3 separate regions of the Hordeum vulgare genome follow, and regions 2 and 3 are each linked to region 1. A link is a contact called in public Hi-C data. All regions are on one chromosome and are shown on one strand. Each heading gives the region's core, a stretch centred on a gene start, on an enhancer-like site or on the middle of the called end of the contact. The rest is flanking DNA. Distances are from core to core; before and after follow the strand shown. Region 1 holds the start of LOC123403794 (bidirectional sugar transporter SWEET2a). Region 2 has its middle 12 kb from the start of LOC123405975. Region 3 holds the start of LOC123404569.

The links. Hi-C and Micro-C count contacts between places; a contact is called where the count stands out from the background.
Region 2: a Hi-C map of leaf shows a contact between it and region 1, with 2.7 times the contacts expected there. The contact joins the enhancer-like site here to the promoter of LOC123403794 in region 1. A contact is called at or near these places in 2 of 6 Hi-C or Micro-C datasets (leaf and seedling).
Region 3: a contact with region 1 is called in a Hi-C map of leaf, with 4 times the contacts expected there. The contact joins the promoter of LOC123404569 here to the promoter of LOC123403794 in region 1. A contact is called at or near these places in 3 of 6 Hi-C or Micro-C datasets (leaf and seedling) and 1 of 1 datasets of contacts at active chromatin or transcription factors (embryo).

What each region holds. Positions count from the first base shown.
Region 1 is chr6H:117,669,868-117,672,932 of MorexV3_pseudomolecules_assembly, forward strand. It overlaps LOC123403794 (bidirectional sugar transporter SWEET2a), which reads right to left and starts at 1,562. Exons shown (of 7, transcript XM_045097710.1): 1 at 1,302-1,562; 2 at 1,126-1,162; 3 at 807-1,023; 4 at 557-715; 5 at 251-370; 6 at 27-144. The coding sequence starts at 1,359. The coding sequence ends at 31.
Region 2 is chr6H:117,437,563-117,440,627 of MorexV3_pseudomolecules_assembly, forward strand. No RefSeq gene overlaps it. Among protein-coding and RNA genes, the nearest start is that of LOC123405975, 12 kb to the left of the region's middle. Within about 2 kb of position 1,404, at least 2 of the 3 cell types and tissues checked have open chromatin away from gene starts, as enhancers often do. A contact at or near this core is called in leaf, where this site is marked.
Region 3 is chr6H:117,879,265-117,882,329 of MorexV3_pseudomolecules_assembly, forward strand. It overlaps LOC123404569, which reads right to left and starts at 1,582. Exons shown (of 1, transcript XM_045098507.1): 1 at 1-1,582. The coding sequence starts at 1,393. It overlaps LOC123404576 (autophagy-related protein 11), which reads right to left. Exons shown (of 5, transcript XM_045098514.1): 5 at 2,650-3,065. The coding sequence ends at 2,866.

The DNA of each region.
Region 1 (3,065 bases), core at 312-2,811:
TTCAAGCTCAACCTTGTTTATCTTGCCTGCTCATGTATGTGTGACTAGTAATGGCCGTCTGGCTTCGTCTCTCGACCCTTTTCTGTAGTACGCATATAACAACAGCTGTACGACACCTAAGACTGTGCCAACGCCATTGGGAACCTGTAATTGGCAAACCAACAAGAAAGAAGGGCCAAACAGAAAATGATGTTAGGCATCCATCCCTCCAATCAAAAGCCCTGATCAGCAATAGAAAACAGGATCTTACATATATGAAGAAGTCATCCAGAAGCGCCCCGTATGCGAAAAATGACACACTCATCAGGGACATCGATAGGGACAAATAAAATGGCATGTACTCCACGCTCTTGGTCCTGATCACCAAATTCTGTCAAAACACAAGAGCAAAGTTCAGTATCGACTATACATTTTGAATAACAAACATGGTAAGATGAGATCAACAACGCCAACCCCATCAAACCTACAGTATTAAGGAGCAATTATACACCAGAAGATGTGGTTATGCAATACAGGTTTGAGTTAGTTATAAAGCAGGGAATGATTGAGGACTCACAATGATGGACAGAGGGGAGGCGAACATGAATATGAGGGACGCCACGCTGAGATAGCCGACGAATGTTCGCCGAGGCTTGTGATCAAACAGCGCCATACTGACATACACAATCAGGCCGAACACACAGAACACCCCTGCCAGCAGCACCAACACCTTGAGCTGCAGCAAGAAAGTAACCACATCAGCCATTCAGTCAAACTTAGAGATGCAGGCAGGGCAGCAAAGGGCAAGTGGTGGGTAGGGTACCGACCCTCTTCTTGGCGTCGGCGTAGGCGATGAAGACGGCGGTGTATGCAAGCTGGAAGACGGCGCCGATGGTGTTGACGGTGGCGACCAAGACGACGCCGTAGGAGACGAAGGGGAGGGCGTACCACATGCAGACCAGGCAGTTCAAGAGCGAGTAGATGTAGGGCGTGGCCGAGAATTGCTCCGTCGACCCATTCCGGACGATCCTCCTGAATGTCGGCCTGAGATCGACAGAGACCAATCAGATCGTCTCGGAGCGATTCGAGCCGAGGCAAGAAGAAATGAAATCGGGCTGAAATCGAAAGGGGGACGGGCGGGCTTACAGCGGGGAGATGAAGAGCACAAACGCAAAGATGTTCCCTGGAAGAAGATTAAGAGTAAAGAGAAGACGGCGGTCAAGAACTGGCCGAACCAAATCTAGGCATCTTCTCCACGACGACGACGACGACAGCAGAGGTCTAAGAAGCAGAGCGAAGGGAATGGTGGTAGCGGTGCTCACCTGCAATTCCTGCCCCATAGCAGCAGAGCTCGTGGTAGGAGGAGCCCGGAGAAGCCATCAATGCAAGGGGAAGAGAGGATCCCGATCCCAGCTGCTCCCGGCTGCCGGCTCCCTCCGATCCCCGCTCGCTCCTCGAGCAGATGCTTTGTATCCTTTTTTTTATTACGTGACAGCAGACGCTTGAGCGTGGGTTCTTTCTTTTCGGAGCAGGAGCAGCTCCACCTCCACCACCACCACCACCACCACGGGGGAAAGAGCTGGCCCGGCTTCTCCTCCTCATATCACGGCACCACCCCTTGCGTTGAATCAAAAGAAAAATAAACACGTGGAAATGGAAGGTGGATATCCTGCGATTTTATTCCTCAGAGTCGCTCGGTCGGGGATGTTGACGGCCGGCTCGGCCCGGTCTAATCCATTGCCATGGCACGTACGACGGTGCAACATGGGAGGCGCGGCCTCATCCGACACGCCACGCGCGCGTGGACGCCGTGGACCTCGCCCCGGTGACGACGGCGGCGCAGCTGACATTTTGCTCCAACAGACCCTGATATCCAGCGAACGGTCGCTAGGAAAAATGGTTTGCGAACGTTTTGGCTGTCATTTATTTGTGTTTATGGAGACAAGTCAACTAATCCACATCATTTCCATGTAACCGTTCATGCAACAAATATACATAGTATTTCGTTTTTAGGCCCATGCAAATAATTTGTATGTACTTCGGGTATATTTTTGTCAAGTTTCCTTCGGACATCCTGATAAGACTGTTTTTTTTAAATAACAAATTTCAATAATGTATACCATAATTCTGAAATTTCACTTATATTACCTGATTGCCCTCGTGTATGCTAAAGAGGAACTCTTCCTTCTTTCTTGACCGAGGAGGCTCTCTTCGGGTAGGGCAAGACTGAAGTAGTCTCTTAATTTTAAACTTGACCAAAAAATGGCATTTCTGGACCGAAGAGCACTATTTGTTGGTCCATTCACCAGAGAGATTATCTTCGGCTTAGCCTAGGCCGAAGAGGACTATGTCCTCTCGACGTCGTGCTCTCTCTCTCTCTCCCTCGCCCCCTCAGTTGATTTTGTGCCACATAATTGTGTGAGGAAAACCTTCTAGTAAATCATTCAAACCTGACTTCAACTCTCATTGCACAACTAATGTATACTGAGATAGTGAGGAAAAAATACATGGAAGCAAAGCACATCCTGACAACAGTTAAAAGCAGTTGGAAGTACAACATTCCTTATGGAAAGGCTTGGAGGGCTAAGCAGAAGGTGATGGAGGAAAGGTTTGGACGTTCATAGACTCCTATGATAATGGTGTCTGTCTCCTTCACACATTGAAAGAAAGAAATTCGGACACTTATGTTGACATACAACGCTTCTTCATGCCTAATATATCAGATTTTAAGGTGTCGCAAGTATTCTTCTCTTTTTTCTTTATGCATCGAAGCTTTCTAACATTATCGTTGTTGGAGATATGTCGTAGAGGCACTCATGTGATGATGATATTTTCCTATGTATTCATGAGTTACTAATTGTGGTGTCCTTGAACATCATCAATGATATGTATCAATAAGTATGTTAATTGTATGTGAAAATATGTATTGTATGACTAGCGTTCTAATTGTCCGTAGTTGATAAGGTTATGCAGACACGTTTCCTTTGACTAATATATGATTCGTTTGAGGACTATGTTTCATGGGTCATGGGCATATATATGCTAAACCGGTAGTATTGACTCGAGAATGTAGATCACTGATCTGG
Region 2 (3,065 bases), core at 154-2,653, 230 kb before region 1:
ATTATCAGTGAACAGGGGATATAAAAAGGATCTATATTTTTTTTTTTCATTTTCGTTTTTTGAGGGAGTCTAAGGATCTGTTATGCAAATGTAACATTTTTTAAACTAATTGCAAGAGGGCAAGATTGAATTGAATAACTAATTGCAAGTCTAACAAGTTTTACTGTTATATGCATATGTCAGGTTCAGATATTTGGCGATGAAATAAATACTAGAGCATCATGCCTAACCGATAGTAAAATGAGGGAAGTCACAGGGTTACCGAGGCAGGAGAGGGGCTTTACTTACGCGGCGGCGGTAGGAAGAGAATGTAGAGAGAAGGTCCCAGCAGCACCCCGACACTGAGAGCATATTGATGAGCCCCCAGTATCCCATTTGGGGGCCGTGGACGAGAACTTGCAGGCCAGACAGTAGATTTAGCAGAACAAGGGCAGCGTAGAAAGCTAAGAGGGGGATGGGGGGCTTCGCAAGGAAGAGAAAGCACATGTCCAAGAGGCCACCCAAGACCCCCAGGACGTTGGAAATCTCCCACAAGAGGGTGGTCGGGACGCTGGATATGAGCGCGAAGGCGCTCGAGAGGAGGTTAAATACCTGGAATCCCGAGTACAGCCGCCGGAAAATCCTTGTGATCCTGATCCTCGAACGGGCCATGGCTGCCTCCCGCCCGCCGAGAGGAGGAAGACGGTCGTGCTGCCTTCCGCCCGCCGAGAGAAGGAAGACGGTCGTGCTGCCTTCCGTCCGACGAGACGATCGTGCAGGGCAGGAAGGGGGCGTGGGGATTGTAGGGAGATTAGGGCAAGGGGGGCGAAGATGAGCTCGAGAGATTAGGGCAAGGGGGGCGAAGATAAGAGAGATTAGGGCCGGCGATGCAGGAGCCGACGGTATAATTATGATTCTCATCTCACCGAGATCGACTCGAACTCGGATTCGTAGGTCGGTGATCGCCGGAATCTTGTATGTAAGTTTTCGAATTAATTCGAAATCCGGTGACTCGTACCTGGGATAATAAGCTGGCTAAAGGCTAGCGCCGCCGCAGCTGCTGCGCCTCCCCGCCGGCTCCTCCGGCATATCCTCCGGCGCCGCCGAATCTCGCCCCGCGGCCGCGGCCATGCCACCGCAGCTGCTGCGCCTCCCCGCCGGCTCCTCTGGCATATTCTCCTCGGACGCCGAATATCCCCGCGATGCAGCCGGCCCTCTCGTTGAGCGCCGCCTGCGGGCTCCTGCTCCTGGAGTGGAGTCTATGGCGACTGTCAGGAGCCAAGTGCGGCGCTGTCTGATTTTAACTGAATATACTTCAGCGAGAGAAAGGGGGGAAGGCGTAAAGAAACAGGGGAGAAAGCGTAACGCACTAACAACTAGTAACAGCGAACGTTAGGATCATCGGACGGTCACGATGCAAATTATCATGGGCACCGGCGTGCCCGCCTAAAATTGGGTCGGTTGCACCGCAGCCCCATGATATACCTGCGGACAGGTGTCAGATCTTCTACTTTTGTTGTCTTCTTCCTCCCTTCCTTTCTTTCCTGCACACGAGGGGCGCACCAAGACTGCACATGAGAGAATCGCCCCCCCCCCCTCCCCCCTGAGCGACCCCCAACGCCATTGACCTCGCCAGCTTGCCGTCGGTCGCCATTCAAGATCCTGAATAGCCGCAGTTCTAGGAGCCCCATGGTTGCAACAAAAGATCCCAACGTCGGTGGAAGCTTCCCTTGCAGCCCATTGTAGCAACAGAAATCGTGTGTCATCGTTGCTGGACATGCTCATCGTCGCCTGGTTGCAACAAAATCACAACATCGTCCTTGTCGTCCGCACTTCGTTGTCGCTGGTTGTAGCAAACTTGGACGTCGGTTGTAGCTTTCCTGCTGCTGGTTGCAACAAAAAAATCACAGCATCCTCGTTGTCGGCCACCATCCACACTTCGTTGTCGCTGGTTGTAGCAATATGGGCGTCAGTTGTAGCTTTTCTGTTGCCAATTGCAGCAAAAAGCACAACACTGAAGCCGCCGGCCACACTTCATTGTGATGGTTGTAGCAAATCTCGATGTTGGTTCCAGCATCTCCGACATACGCTTCCAGCAAAATGGGAAGCTGGTTCCAGCACCAGTGCCCCCCCCCCCCCCCCGCGATGACGACTTCTCATGTCTCGATTTAGCTTGAGCAAAATCCGATTGCAACTTTGCCACTGATGGTTGTCGCTCATGTGGCACCCGGTTGTAGCTTTCGATGTGTGCTAGTTCCAGCATGGTCGTTGTCGTGGGTATAAGCCTGACAGTAGATGTGTAGGGTACGAATGAGATGGGCAGAGTCCTAGCTACGGCGAGGTTGTATGAGTTGAGGCCCCTCTACGGTGGAGGTAATAGCCCTACGTCTCAGTGCTCTCGGAGCTTGTTACCGAGTGTAATATGGAGTACAATGTTTTTCTAACCCTTTTACCAGTGGGGGAGGGCGGCTTATATAGAGTGCGTTGCCCTCCACAACGGTTCTGATTCAAGGGTGGAGTAGTGGCGATTGAATGCATGCGTTACAGGTAACGTATGCTATAAATGCTAGTAAATGCACCCGGAAACGTACGGCAGTTTCCCTCCAGAGAGGTTACCACGCACCGAGTGTATCCAGTCGGTAGGCCCGGTGTCCTCCGAGTGTTAGTCTCCGACTGGATGATTCTGGGCCTGTTACCGACTGGATGATGGGGGTACCTTACTTCAGTCGGGCATACTTAAGGTCATGTCCCTTGTGTGGGGTAGTCCTTGGGTAGGACCTGTAGGACAGGCCTATGACCCTACCCTAGGACTATGACCCCATCATTAGTCCCCGAATGGATTGGGGTTGAAACGTCAAAGCAGTGCTCGAGGTTCAGATCTGACTGGACTAGGTTCGGCTTGGGCGTTGCTTGCCTCTATCCATTTTATCTCTCCTGACCCATGGTCCGAGTGGATGTGTTTTGCGAAAACAGACTGTCGGGAATCGAGTGCTTTCGCGGCATCTTTTGACGTGACCAGTCAACTGGCAGCGGTGGATTTTCCGGGATCTCAAATTTCGGGTTCCGCGCGCTTAGCGGGGGCGACG
Region 3 (3,065 bases), core at 332-2,831, 210 kb after region 1:
ACATGCTTCCGGACACGTCGCACACGGCCACACAGTTGTTGAGCTTGCCGAGGGCGCGCATGTCGTCGACCATGCGCTGCCACTGCAGGTCGGCCACTCCGCCGTCGTCCCCATCTTCGCCGAGGGACTCGATGATCTGGTGCGGGAGCAGCGCGCCCGCAGCGATCCGCTTCTTGCCGGACTTGACATCGGCGAGGTAGGCGTTGAAGCGCTCGGCGTCGTGCTTGAGGAAGAGGTCCTTGTAGTTCTTCATGGCCACGGAGGCCACGCGCGTGTATACCACGGACTCCCAGGCGCGCGCCGAGATGAACACCTCGGGGAGCTTAAGCGCAGCGCGGAGCGGGACCATGGCCGCTCTGCGGAGGCGCTGGCGCGCGCGGTAAGCGTAGTGCGCGTCCGGGAGGTCGTCGCCGAGCTCCGACGACGAGCCCCTGGGGAAGAGCCGCCGCGCGATGGCCTCGCAGAGGAGGGTGGAGCGGTCGTAGGACGAGTCCAGCGACGGGCACCACTTGGCCGCGAGCGAGAAATGCTTGACATCGCCGACAGACAGCTTGCGCATGTCCTCCGCGAGGAGCTCGGCGAACAGGTCGGCCGTGCGGTCGTGCAGGAACCGGTACGTGGAGTCGCGGCTGTACATGTCCAACACCCTCGCCGCGGCCCCCGCCCTCTTGGCCCGGCGCGACACGGCGGCCGCGGCCGCGAGCTTCCGGTCACGCTCCAGGCTGGCCGCGACGCGCTCCTCCGACGCGCCGACGCGGTCCTCCCTGCGCCCCTTGCCGCCGCCAGAGCCGCTCCGGCGTCCTCTGCCCCGCCCGCGGCGTAGGAACCATCCGCCCTCGGCCTCGAGGCGGGCCTTCTTGCCGGGGGTCCTGGTGGACTTGCCGCCGTGCACGATGCGGTGGAGCAGCTCGGGCAGGTCCTTGAGGTAGCCGAAGGCGGCGACGGAGGCGGCGTTGCGCGCGAGCGTGGCCGGGTGGCGGGCGTGGAGCCAGAGCGCGGCGGCGTAGAAGCCCTCGCGGTCGGACTTGCCGGAGCCCCGCACGCCGCGGAGGTTGGCGACGAGGCGGAGCGCGGTGACCGGGTCGGCGGCCCAGGCCGCGGCGAGCAGAGAGGCGACGGACGCGGCCGGCGTGCCGGGCACCACGTGGAAGAAGAAGTCGAGGCAGGGGTCCCCCGAGGACACGAACGTCGGCGAGGAGTTCTCCGTCAGCGCCTTCCCCTTCCCGTCCGTCTTCATCTCCGTCTCCATGTTGAAGCTGGCGTCCAACAGGTCCACGAACGTCGGCGAGGAGTTCTCCGTCAGCGCCTTCCCCTTCCCGTCCGTCTTCATCTCCGCCGCCGCGCCCAGTGCGGTCGCAGCCTCCGGCGGTCCGACCAGGGTGAAGCCGGCCATCGGAATCGGCGGAGTTTCTGAAGTAGTCACTCACTGTCAGTCTGTCACTCGGTCGGTCCTTTTCTCTTCTGCGAGCGAGTTCTGGATGGGGTCGGGCTCTTCGGGCGGGCTTGCGTGGAGGAGGAGAATGGTGGCGAGTGGAGTTATATGCAGCGGGCAGCAGGTTCCGTGGCAGGCAAGGATGGGGTTAAGGTCGGTGTGATCAATGAACCGACTAGAACTTGCCTCTCGTGTTCCTCGTTGAGGAGTTTGCTTTCTCGGTAGCGGCCACGTCGCATCGTGACTTATGGGCGTGCCAACTGTATGCCATCACTTGTTTTGTGGCAAGTCGTCAGAGCAGTTCAGACGAGAATTAGTAGGCCCTGTTACTTGAGCTCCACTCCGGGGTGCCTTTCTTAGGCATCATCTTCTTATTATTATTGTAATATCAGTAGATTATCTTTGCCAGGGCCGGCGACCTTGACTTGCTTCTTGGATGTTCAAGAGGAATTGTTTGCAAAGGCAGGCGATAGCACCAAATTCAAGTTGATGAAGATCATGTTTGGGCTAGCACGGTATGGGGATCAATTAATTTTCTTTCTTTGATGGGCATGCATTCAATACAAACAGGAATTCACAAACAAAAAGAAGATTTCCTAGCAATGGAAGTTGGGATACATCTATCTCTTCTGAGCAACCTTTTTCAAATTCTTAAGACCATTATTGCATCTTCTGAATTCTTAAAACCATTTTTGCAACAGGATATACCATGCTCAAGGTGAAACAGTGTTGGGAACCAGAGAAAACAAATTGGCACAATATTGAGAATGACGTTTTGGAGGCCGAGCACCATAAAGGCCTTTATTTTTAAAAAATTCAAATTCAAATTTTTATGGTTTAAAAAATTCTGAAAAAAATATATGCATGTATGTAAGGATGTAACGACATGTGTGTAAAATTTCAGGTCAAAATACTTTAAAACGTGATCTGTATAAAAAAGACAAATTCATGGTCTGAAATGATGAATAGTAACATGTGTTAAACAGCCTCAGATTTGTCTTTTTTGCACAGCCCTCATTTCAACGTATTTTGTTCTGAAAATTTACACACTTGTGTATTATACCTTCATTTATCTATGTTTTTTTTTAAAAAAAATTTGAAACATTAAAATACAAATTTTCACTGAATTTGAAGTTTGAATTTAAAGGCCTCCAGTTAGCTCGGGAGCCAAAAGCAATAAACGCGCAATATTTTACTAGTACTATCATTCAGTCTCCTTGAACGAACCAAGATGATAATAACAGCAGTGGCCGAGTCATATTTACAGACGAATCCGAGCATTATGTACACAAGGCAGCAGGCAAATGCAGACGAACCAAATGAGCAAACCATAAATAAATTTTAAACAAGTGGCTGTATATTTACAGTTGAGGGTTTTTTCTCCCTTCATTTCAGCAGCCATGGCTAGGCAGGATCAGGAAGGTGTTATTGCTTCAACGGACAGCTGCAGCAGTGTCAGGCAACATCGCCACCGTCACCACGAAGTACTCGCGGCCCGCCGGCAGGCCGTAGGGGTTGCTGTTCGGCGCAGACCGCCGGTGGCTGCCAGGGCGCGGCGAGGCTTCGTTCTGGTCGGCGTGCTTCACCGCGCGCCGCTCAATGTGCACGATCTGGCCGATTATGTAGGCAGGCT